Linked DNA regions of Danio rerio: region 1 is linked to region 2. Evidence: chromatin contacts called from public Micro-C data. All regions are on one chromosome and are shown on one strand. The core of a region is the stretch at or near the end of the contact, and the rest is flanking DNA. Distances in the headings are between cores, read along the strand shown.

The links. A called contact is a pair of places that touch in the nucleus more often than the background predicts.
Region 1: a Micro-C map of caudal fin shows a contact between it and region 2, with 7 times the contacts expected there. The contact joins the promoter of setmar here to the enhancer-like site in region 2. A contact is called at or near these places in 2 of 18 Hi-C or Micro-C datasets (caudal fin and an unstated tissue).

What each region holds. Positions count from the first base shown.
Region 1 is chr11:38,429,519-38,435,219 of GRCz12tu, forward strand. setmar (SET domain and mariner transposase fusion gene) reads right to left here and starts at 4,242. Exons shown (of 2, transcript NM_001113600.2): 1 at 4,052-4,242; 2 at 734-1,541. The coding sequence starts at 4,147. The coding sequence ends at 756.
Region 2 is chr11:38,277,147-38,283,296 of GRCz12tu, forward strand. The region is part of intron 38 of itpr1b (inositol 1,4,5-trisphosphate receptor, type 1b); the gene reads right to left. Among named protein-coding and RNA genes, the nearest start is that of itpr1b, 130 kb to the right of the region's middle. Within about 2 kb of position 1,870, at least 13 of the 62 cell types and tissues checked have an H3K27ac peak or open chromatin away from gene starts, as enhancers often do. A contact at or near this core is called in caudal fin, where this site is marked.

The DNA.
Region 1 (5,701 bases), core at 2,992-5,491, 150 kb after region 2:
AAAGATTGCACACCTATCAGCCAATCAGATTCAAGAACCAGACAGAACTGTTGTGTGTTTGTGTGTGTGTGTGTGTGTGTATATATATATATATACATATATATATATATATATATATATATATATATATATATATATATATATATACATATATATATATATATATATACATACATACATATACATATATATACATATATACATATATATACATATATATATATATATATATATATATATATATATATATATATATATATACATATATATATATATACATATATATATATATATATATATATATATATATATATATATATATACACATATACATACATACATACATACATACATACATACATACATATATATATATATATTCGAGTCCTGATGCAGAGGTAACGTCCGCTTCTGATCGAGTCTGAAACGGGCCCGATTTCTGATCAAGTGATCAGATCTGGACATACCTATAAACTAGTGTGAAATAACCAAACTTTATTATAGTGTCACAAAATTTGTCAAACAATTACTAAATGTACTCCTATTTCTTTAATTGTTATATAATAAAATATAAAATAATATACATAATTACTGACTATTAATTTTACATGTCACTCCAGCAGAAATATTATTATAGAAAACTACCATTTATAATTACTATCAAGTAAAACCCACTAAAACATAATATTTTTTCTGTAGAGTAAAAAAAAATACAACAAGAAAAGACAGAGAGTTGACTTAAAACTAAACACTTTTTAATGAAGAATTGACATATCCAATGGCAAAAATCCTGAACAATTCGATGCCCCACAACGACAGACTTTCTTCTGAGGTATTTCCTCACCATCAGCTCCAACGTGAGTCTTTTCATCCAATTTGGCTGTTTCTGCACTGCTGTTTTGTCCACCTGAATAGTCAAAAGTCAGCTCTTCATAGCATTCAATATCCCGATTTGCGAATAGAGCGAGTCTGGGCAGCACAGAATGCACCCGGACGGGCAGCATGATCAGATTTGGCTGGCACGAGTGATTGATGAACCTCCCAACATTGCCTAAATTTACAGGGTCCACAAAAGTTTGGGTGACCCTGTCCAACCCTTTATGCTCCTGCACCGCGATAATATAATTCATATGAAGAGGAGTCTGAGAAAGCTGACGGCGACGGGCTTCATCAATCCCAATGACTTCCCCAGCATATTCACATACAAATCGGCCACAAGGAAGGCGCTCTAGAGCCTCCACCCCCAACCCTCTGTCGGCGGTGCTGAAAACACCCAGACGGACACACACCCCGTTTTGGACCACACGGGTTTGGCAGGACTCGCCGCAGGAGCAGAAAGCATTGCACTCGAATACTGGCCTGCTGTATGTGGCGTCCTGTGGATGTTGGTTCAGACAGGCTCTGCTGTCGTACGTCTGGCCAAATCTCAGGCAGGGGCAGCTTTCGGGAAAGCAGGACTGGACGCGACACGAGCAGCCAGGGAGAGTCACCGCATTCGGGTCAATGTCACAGCCGGGTCCTTGTACATTCTCTGGCACATACTGAAGGATTGGGTCGGATTAAAAACACTGATTTCATGCTGTTTATAGTTGCATACAATAACTTTAATATTTCTTATGTGCAGCTTGAAATACCGATATGTATAATTTAAAAAATCTATATAATTTATAAAAATAGAACAATAAAAACATATACAGTTGAAGTCAGAAATATTAGCCCCCCTGAATTATTACCCCAATTTCTGTTTAACGGAGAGCAGATTTTTTTCAACACATTTCTACATATAACAGTTTTAATAACTCATTTCTAAAAACTGATTTATTTTATCTTCGCCATGATGACATAAATAATATTTGACTAGATATTTTTCATGACACTTCTAAACAGCTTAAAGTGACATTTAAAGGCTTAACTAGGTTAAATAGGTTAACTAGGCAGGTTAGGGTAATTAATAATAACCATAATAACAAACCATAATGATTTATTATCCAAAAAATATCCAAAAAAATATAGCTTAAAGGGGCTAATAATTTTTACATTAAAATGTTTTCAAAAAAATTAAAAACTGCTTTTATCTAGCTGAAATAAAACAAATAAGACTTTCTCCAAAAGAAAAAATATTATCAGAGATACTGTAAAAATGCCCTTGCTCTGTTAAACATTGTTTTGGAGATATTTAAAAAAGAAAAAAAATCAATAATAATTTTGACTTCAACTATATATATATATATATATATATATAGTATAATATAGAATATTCAGGGTGTTCACAGGGTCTTAAAAAGTCTTAAAATGTCTTAAATTTCAAAAACAAAATTTTAGGCCTTAAAAAGTCTTAAATTCACTGAATTATTGTCTTGTAGGTCTTAAATCATTTTAAACGGGTTTTAATTTTTCTTTATGTAAGGCTACTCAATCGATCCAACACACATCCAATCACCAATGATACATTTCAATAAAGCTTTTAGCAAGAGTCTTTTTATAACTAATACTAAAACAGTCTGCTGTGCATATATTTGGTTTTATTGAAGTTTTTAAAGAGTTTGTTTTTAAAGTTATGTTGAAAAAAATAGTATGTACACAACTAGGCTCTGCTTGTTTTGACATGTGATTTTTACACGTCTTTTGATGGGGCAAGTAAATTTTTTTTCTGCTAAAACATCCCAAAAAATCTTTTACATTTAGCCCTATGTAAGTTTAAAATTTCATTCTTGATGGTACTAAAAATGTCTTAAAAAGTCTTAAAATTGATTGGACCAAACCGGCATAAACCCTGATATTATAATTTATTTTAAATTTAAATTTTATACCTTTAAAAAGGTTTTTGACATTTTTGCTGTCACTCTTAGACAACACAAATTTGTAACATCAGAAAAGTTACAAATATATTTATAATTTTTCTATTTTTTATCAACTTTATATATTTTATTATATTTATTTTAATAATGTTTATTATTATTATTAATAATTATTATTACTATCATTATCATTATTATTATTGTGGTTTATTGTGAACATTTAATTCCCTCTCTCAGCATGACCTCCTAAATTGTTGTGATTTTATGTCTTATTTATTCACTTTATTTATTAATAAATACAGTTAAAATTATTTTTGGTTAACATATCGTTTAAGGTTTAATTTCTGTTTAAAATCTGTTTCCAGAAGGTATTTAGTAAGCGACGTGCAAAATTTGCATATTTATCCAGCGTTTTGTTTTTTTGTTGATTTTATTTTTTGCCTGTTGGCAGTACTTAATTTATTATTGAATTATATATTTATTTACTGATAAAAATAGATTCCCAAAGCCCCCCTATATAAAAAACTCTAGACTCTAATACACCTTGAAGTTTCAAAAAGGAAATCTAAACATGACTTCATCCAATGTTTCAATTTTTGAGCTACAAATGTATGCAAATGGGTGCATATTTAATCACATAATGCCTCGTTTGGATGTTTAGACAAAGTTTTTAAAAAACTTGTAATAAAAAATGTTTGCAATTCTTAATTTAATCAATCATTAGGGGAAGTACGGTGATCACCATTGCAATTTTTAAGTTATTAAACTGAAGTGTCTTGCCATTAAGAGATAGTTCAACCAAAACTAAACATTTTGCCATCATTTACTCACCCTTAACTTGTAACAAACCTGTTTGAGTTTCTTTCACCCGATAACCATTAACTTCCAGAATATTTGTTTTTTATACTGAGTGTCAATTTCTACTGGTTACTAACATGCATCAGAATATCTTTTGTGTTTCACTGAAGAAAATAAAATCATGAAGCCCTTGAAACCACTTGAGGGTGAATGAATAGTGAGCAAAATTGTCATTTTTGGGTTAACTATCCCTTTAAGATTTACTTTAGAAATGAGTATGAAAGAACACGAAAGTGCTGCCATCAGGTGGTGGTGTGGCGGGACAAGTCATGCAATGTAATTCTTACTATTTTTTTTAAATCAACTTCAGGGTTTCTTGGGAGCATTTTACGACTACAAAATGACTAAAATGCCAATGTACTTGTAAATACTGTAACGAAAGAAGATGTGACTACCTGAAAATTGGAGAGAGCCTCTTTAGGGACACTGTTTTCGATCAAAACAGGAACATTCTCGAGTCCGCCGCTCAAATCCTGGCTGTAGGATCGCATTGTGTCTTTATGTCAATTTATGTATGATTATTTTGCGGGAGAGAACATTATTTACTTGCGGATTGTTTACAATATCGATGGGCACAAGCTTGAAAGAATCAAAAAGAGGCGGAAATGCTGCTTGCACTTGACAGTAATACAAAATAAAAGTCCAGTTCATGAGACCCGTTAGGTCAAAGATGTCCAAACGGTCCAAACCTTTGATTTGGCCCTCCATCCCATCTAAGAAGAGAGGGAAAGTTTAGGGGAGGGTTTTAGTTAATGGTTTTAATATCCATTGTCACTTCTAATTTAATGTAAGCCTTCATTTGTTAGTTTTATTTTCTAAGCTACAAAAAAAAAAAAGAAAGAAAGAAAAACTAACTTAAAATAAATGTTTCAATTAAATGTTGTAAATGAATCCAATAATAAACTAATAAACTCTATAGAGTTTTAAATTTAATTCTCATGTCTTCATTATAATGTTTATTATCAAAAAAATGAAATGGATTAGGTAATATGATTAAAATAATGTTTTCTATTTATATTTAAATAAATGAGGAAATTATTCATGGAAACTTCGGCTCATGGCCCTATTTCAAGTTTGGTTTTTGCCCTTCATAAGAAAGTGTTTGGCCACGACTACGTTTTAGGTGATTTGATATATTGATAAAAAACAAACAAACAGAAAAAAAACATGTTAAATGATCACGTTGTATAAATAATTATTATATATAAATATCTGACATGAACTTATAAAAAAATGCACGTTTTAGGTAAAATATAAAAACTGTTGTTTTTATTCTGAGATTTTAGAAAGTGAGATGCTGAATATTCATGTGTGTGTGTGTGTGTGTATATATATATATATATATATATATATATATATAAATATATATTATAAATATATATATATATATATACATACACACACACATTTACACACACACACATATATATATATATATATATATATATATATATATATATATATATATATATATATATATATACACACACACACACACACACACACACACACACACACACACACACATTTACATGTGTGTGTGTGTGTGTGTGTGTGTGTGTGTGTGTGTGTGTGTGTGTTGGGAAAGGTTATAAAAGAAATGCATTACAGTATTGAGTTACTCCCCAAAAAAGTACTTACTTATGTTATTTAACTACTTAAATAACTTTTTATAGTAAGTATTGTGTTACATTACTTTTGAGTTACTTTGCATCACTGTTTATTACCTGGCTAAGACTTCATCTCTTTCAGAACTTTTTCCCCCCTATTTTTTAATAGAGGAACTTACTTAATATAACCTCACTTTACACACTGTATAACCTGCACCTACATTTCCCTTAAAAGAACATAAAAAAAAAAAAATATATATATATATATATATATATATATATATATATATATATATATATATATATTTATATATATTTTAGGATGTTATCTGAGAACTTCCTGACCCCAGAGCTATACATGCCATATATATAATATTGAAAGTTTAAAGGAATGTGTTCTCTACTTTAGTACTATTTGTCTTAAGTAAAATCACT
Region 2 (6,150 bases), core at 620-3,119:
TTTTTATTTTCTCTTAGTGAATTTTTTTTCTCTCAAAATAATGACATGTGAAGTTTACCCAAAAGAAATCCATTAAAATAATAAAAGCTAAAATTTTCCGCCATTACAAAATTTCTCTCGCGCACCCCTGGTGGTCAAACTGCGCACCCCAGATTGGGAACTGCTTATTTAGACCCAAGAAATGGAGGAAAATTTGAAGGAAATTTGACATGAGCACCTGTCTGTTTGATGTGTTATCGGAGCAATACCACAACTGGGTCGAAAAAGAAAATCAGTTGAGAAGAAATTGCTAATTAACTTCAATAGCCAGGTGAGCAAAATAAGTACATTTTCTACCTCACTAAAGGCTTCTTTCTCATTATGTGGTTAAAGAAGATGTACTACATGACCTGGCGTTGTTTTCATGCCACTTCTCGCATGTGTTTTGTTGTGAGATGTAGCTTGCAGACCGAGACAAAGTAGTCGACGATTCTTCCTATGAAGTCATGCAGTGTGAAACCTCCTGTCGCCGATCTATCCTACAGTGTAAACATAGCACCGATAGAACGCTAATCCAGATAGTTATGCAGTGTGAAACCATCTGATGCACAACTTCTTTGAAAATCATGCAGTCTGAACTTGGTATTGTGGTTCTCCAATTGCAACAAACTGACCAATCTGAGTAGACTCAGAGTTTAGAGAGATCAGATATTTAAACCAACTGTTTCAGAAACGCAGATCCTGCAATGCATATTTTCAGAAACAAATTACTGTAGGGTTGATTAATACACCATAATAGGGGCTCTTTAAAGTCGTGCAGCAGCAAAAAGAAACAAGCAAAGCAGGCGACGTGCATACAGAGCATGCAAACGTTTCCTTGTTTGATGTGACACAATGAAAAGGATGACAACAGGGAGGAACACCATACTATCAACAACATAAAAATAACACATTTACTGCGATTCACTTTTAGAAACATGTATTAGCTCAAAAAGCATGCAAAGAGGAAATTTGGAGTATGTTTTCTAGCACAAAGAGACAGAGGGGGGTTTAAATTAGCAACAACCATGACGCACGCGCATGTTTGTGTGAGTAATACTGCAACCAGTAAGGAATCTCCCTTTCTTGCGACATCATTTTTCAGCTGGAAAATAATGCAAAAGGTGTGAATGCGAAATGTCCCTCTTTAGCCACCATAAACGCATGCATTCATCACATGCTATCAAAACACTTTCTTGTGAATTTCCCCCACATGAAATCGATCCATTCAGCTGCACATCCGGTAACGAGTCCAAATTGGACCGAAGGCAGACTTATGAACAGCTAGTTTGTCACTAAGTGTGTGGATGAGAAAGTCACACATTCGCTGATATCACAGCTTTATTCTCTGCGGTGCATGTCAATGGCGAGAAGCTTGGAGGGCGCATTTCAATCACGCTCATTGTCGACAAAAGCCTGCAAACACGCTTTAAAACCAGCCTGTCACGACATGAGCTCAATGTGTGTCCGACTCTGAGCTTTGGCCTAAAGACTGAAGGCATTTGGCTCGATGACCTCATTTATGCATCTCGGTCTAGTAAGACAAAAGCTGAATTGTGGATTTCGATGAAGGGCTTAGGGCGTTGTATGTCCACTGGATGGTCCAGTGTCTCTTGGTAAACAGCCCGTCTTACTTTTATTGGCAATTACTGCAGAAGGTCACACATCAGTAAAGAGCTTGGATTCCTGGAAAAAAAAAAAAAACGAGGGAAAAAAACAGGGGCAGGTCTTATGTAACCTCTGGTTGAGAGCTGGCGGGAGTCCAGGAATCGTGCTGCACGAAGGAGAGGAAACTGGGACAGTGGCGGGGACAGAGACAGATGTGTCCACAGCGCCTCCTAATGGAGGACTGGAGACGTGCAAAGGAGGAGCCAAAAACACGGGACACATGAGGACAACAGACCCGGACTGACAGACGCACACACTAATAGAGCTGACTGAATCTGCTGGGAGATGGAGAGGGAGAGGGAGAGAGAGAGGGAGAGGGAGAGAGAGAGAGGAAATTGAAGAAAGAAAATATAAAGTAAACAATGTAGTAGAAAAATATAAAACAGAGAAGAGATGGAGAGATAAATAAACAGATAAATTAATCAATAAATAAAAGAGATAAATAATAAAAGAAGGTAAAAAATAAAAACAAACAGGTGATAACAGAAAGAGTACAAAAATAGTAAATAATAATAATAATAATAGATTGACAGGAACAAACAGCAAAAAATAAGGAGTAAAAGAAAAAAAATTAGGAAAGAAAAAGAAAATAAGGAAAGAAAAAAATGAATAAAAGAGTGAAAAAAGAGAAAAAATGAGTGAAAAAAGAAAGAGCAAAAGAACAGATAAAAGAGAAAGACTGGATAAAAAGAAAGAAAGAAAGAAAGAAAGAAAGAAAGAAAGAAAGAAAGAAAGAAAGAAAAAGAAAGAAAGGAGTGAAAAAAGAAAAACAAAGAAAAATGAGTGAAAAAAAGAATGAATGAACGAACAAAAGAAAGGATTGAAAAAAGAAAAAGAAAGAAAAAAGGAGTGAAAAAAGAAAGAAAGAAAAAAATAAGTAGAGTTAAAGACCAAAAAAGAGTGAAAGAAAGAAAGAGTGAAAGGAAGAAAAAATGAGTGAAAAAGAAACAAAAAAAAGATAAAAAGAGTGAAAGAAAAAAAGAGCACAATAAAAACTCAAAAGAAAGACTAAAAAATTAACAAATGAAAGTGATAAAGAATGCAAGACAGAAATAGGCAATGATAGAATGGACAAAAAAGAAAAGAAAAAGGAAAAGAAAGAAAGAAAGAGTAAAGGAAAAAAAGCAAAAGAGAATAAAGAAAGAAACAGCAACCGTCAGCAACACTGTCTGCACAGTGCAGGTGAAGGACACACGACCTATCATACACACAGACAGACACGCACCTCACCTCTTGCACAAACACACACTTCTCTCTCCATTCACATTACATAAGCTTCTCTGCTCAGCAGCAGCAGCAGTCCCCGCCGCATCATCGTCAACCTAAAGCCATATTATCCATCGCTCTTACATCACACACAAACACACACACACACGCACACGCACACACACACACACACACACACACACACACACACACACACACACACACACACACACAGACATTCTCTTATGCAATAGAAAGATGAAGAGAGAGAGGTGTTGTATGTTATGTGCTGGTTCGTCTCTTCATGTGTTGTAAACACGTGTGTAAGTGTGTTTGAGGATCAGATTCATGCAGTGCTGAGGACTCGCCATCATAGTCACTGATCATAGTCATTGACGTGCAAAACATCAGGTGCGTGGACACGGTGCACACATACTCTACACACATACATTCGTATTATAGTATTAACTATATAATTTTTATTTGGAGTGAGCACAGTGCATGCATACCATACATTTTTATTTATTTATTTTTAAATTTAAATAAATATATAATTAACTAATTACTGTAATATTTAACATTCTCTATCTAGCTTTTTTATTCTAAAAAAATATTAACTATATGATGGTACGGCAGCTGTTTTATTAGGTACACCTGTCCAACTGCAACAATCAGCCAATCACATGGCAGCAACTCAGTACATTTAGGCATGTAGACATGGTCAAGACGATCTGCTGCAGTTCAAATCGAGCATCAGAATAGGGAAGAAAGGTGATTTATGGTAAGTGACTTTGAACGTGGCATGGTTGTTGGTGCCAGACGAGCTGGCCTGAGTAATCCAGAAAATGCTGATCTACTGGGATTCACACATAACCATCTCTAGGTTTTAAAGAGTATGGTCCGAAAGAAAAAAAAAATGCAGTGAACAGTAGTTCTGTGGGTGCAAATGTCTTGTTGATACCAGATATCAAAGAAGAATGGCCAGACTGGTTCCAGCTGATAGAAAAGCAACAGAAACTCAAATAACCACTCGTTACAACCCATGGTATGCAGAACAGCATCTCTGAATACACAACACATCCAACCTTGAGGTGGAATGGCTACAGCAGCAGAAGGCCACATCAGGTGCAACTCCTGTCATCTAAGGACAGGAAACTGAGGCTACAATATGCACAGGCTCACCAAAATTGGACAATAGAAGATTGGAGAAACCTTGCCTGGTCTGATGAGCCTCGATTTCTGCTGCAACATTCAGATAGGGTTAGAATTTGGCGTCAATAACATGAAAGCATGGATTCATCCTGCCTTGTATCAACGGTTCAGGCTGGTTGTGGTGATGGTGTAATGGTGTGGGGAATATTTTTTTTTGTCACACTTTGGGCCCAAATCACAAAGCACGAATCATCTCAGACTGGTTTCTTGAACATGACAATGAGTTAACCGTATATAAATGGCCTCTACAGTCACCAGATCTCAATCCAATAGAGCACTTTTGGGATGTGGTGGAACGGGAGATTCACATCATGAATGTGCAGCCAGCAAATCGGCAGCAACTGTTTGATGCTATCATGTCAATATGGACCAAGATCTCTGAGGGATATTTGTAGTACCTTGTTGAATCTATGCCATGAAGATTTAAGGCAGTTCTGAAATCAAAAGCGGTACTAGTAAGGTGTACCTAATAAAGTGGCCGGCGAGTGTATTTTTCAATTTAACCCATATTCCTGTGAATCTAAGCTAAATTTTGTTTAGTGTATTTACTATACCCTGATCCTTCAGAATCATTCTCATATGATCTTTCTATCAAGAAACATAATTTATTACTAACAAAGTTAAAACATCTTTTCTAATATATCTGGAAGTATTTACTGTGTCTTTTGATTAATGTGTCCTTGCTGTATAAAAGCATCAATATGAAGCAATCCCCAAACTTCTGAATGGTAGTGCAGTATAATCCCTTACTGTGTGCATTTACTAAAAGTCTATAAGAGTAAATTATGAATCAGAGCAATTTCCTAACATGTTACTGCTAAACATTAACACCAAAACCCGAACTTCTCTGATAATAATAACCAATGGGATTTGATTCAGTTATGAGATACAAACAGACACACATATACATATAGACACATATATAAACAGATACATATATATTACACTTCACCCATGCAACACAACTTCATGGATGTTTAAGAGCGTTCACACACACACTATGCTGTTATGGGCTGACCGGGTCATATTTCATGCCTGGAACTACCAGAAGAGCAGTGACTATAAATACAGCATGAACTTTGCCTGCCTTCCCCATTTCAACTCTGAACTGAATGCCTACTCAGGCCACGATCAATCTAAATGCGCTTTTTTCGAAGTGAGAGGTTCATTTTTAAAATTGCAAAAGAGTTTTTTCAGGGTGTTTATGTGCCCTGCGTGCATTTCACATTTGCCTGATGTGCCTTGCGCTTTGAAAGAGCGCTCTGTGTGCCTGCAGTTGGAAAACGTCAACTCTGTGGAAAAAAAAAAAGTGCTTGAACATCAAGACCATTGATACAGTGGTTGCTCAGCATTATAAAACGTGTTTTCTAAAGTCAACAAAACTGCAGTGTGTTTTACCTCATCTTTTGAGAACTGAAAGTGTGCCCCACATCCAACATCAAAACCTGCATTGCCATTAAAGTTCTTTTACTGTTGTTTCGGTGGTGCCATAAGTGAATCCTCTTAATTCATGGTTATCCTGGACAAGTATCGCTTTGAGGAAAGCCCTTAAATGAAGCTGGTTTATATTGTAATGTGTATTTATATAGTGCATTTATCATGTATGGCATATACCCAAAGCACTTCACAATCATGAGGGGGCCCTCTCCACACCACTACCAGTGTGCAGCATCCTATTTAATGATGCAACGGCAGCCACAAGACAACAGCGCTAGTGCGCTCACCACACACCAGCTATTGGTGGAGACAGTGATACAGCCAATTCGGTGAATGGGGATGATTGTCGACACTGGGGTTAAAACCCTACTCTTTAGGAGAAGTGCCATAGGGTTTTAATGACCAGAGAGAGTCAGGACCTCGGTTTAATGTCTCATCCGAAAGACTCGAAAGTTCAAATGTGCGAATGAATATACAAAAAATGTATGCAATTAATGAGACCCATTGCCCTGCTTTCAGAAATTAGTGAAAATAAAGCATTTTTCTTAAAACAAGATAAATAATCTGCTAATGTGGTAAAGCAATGTAAACTTGTTTTTGATCTGAAAT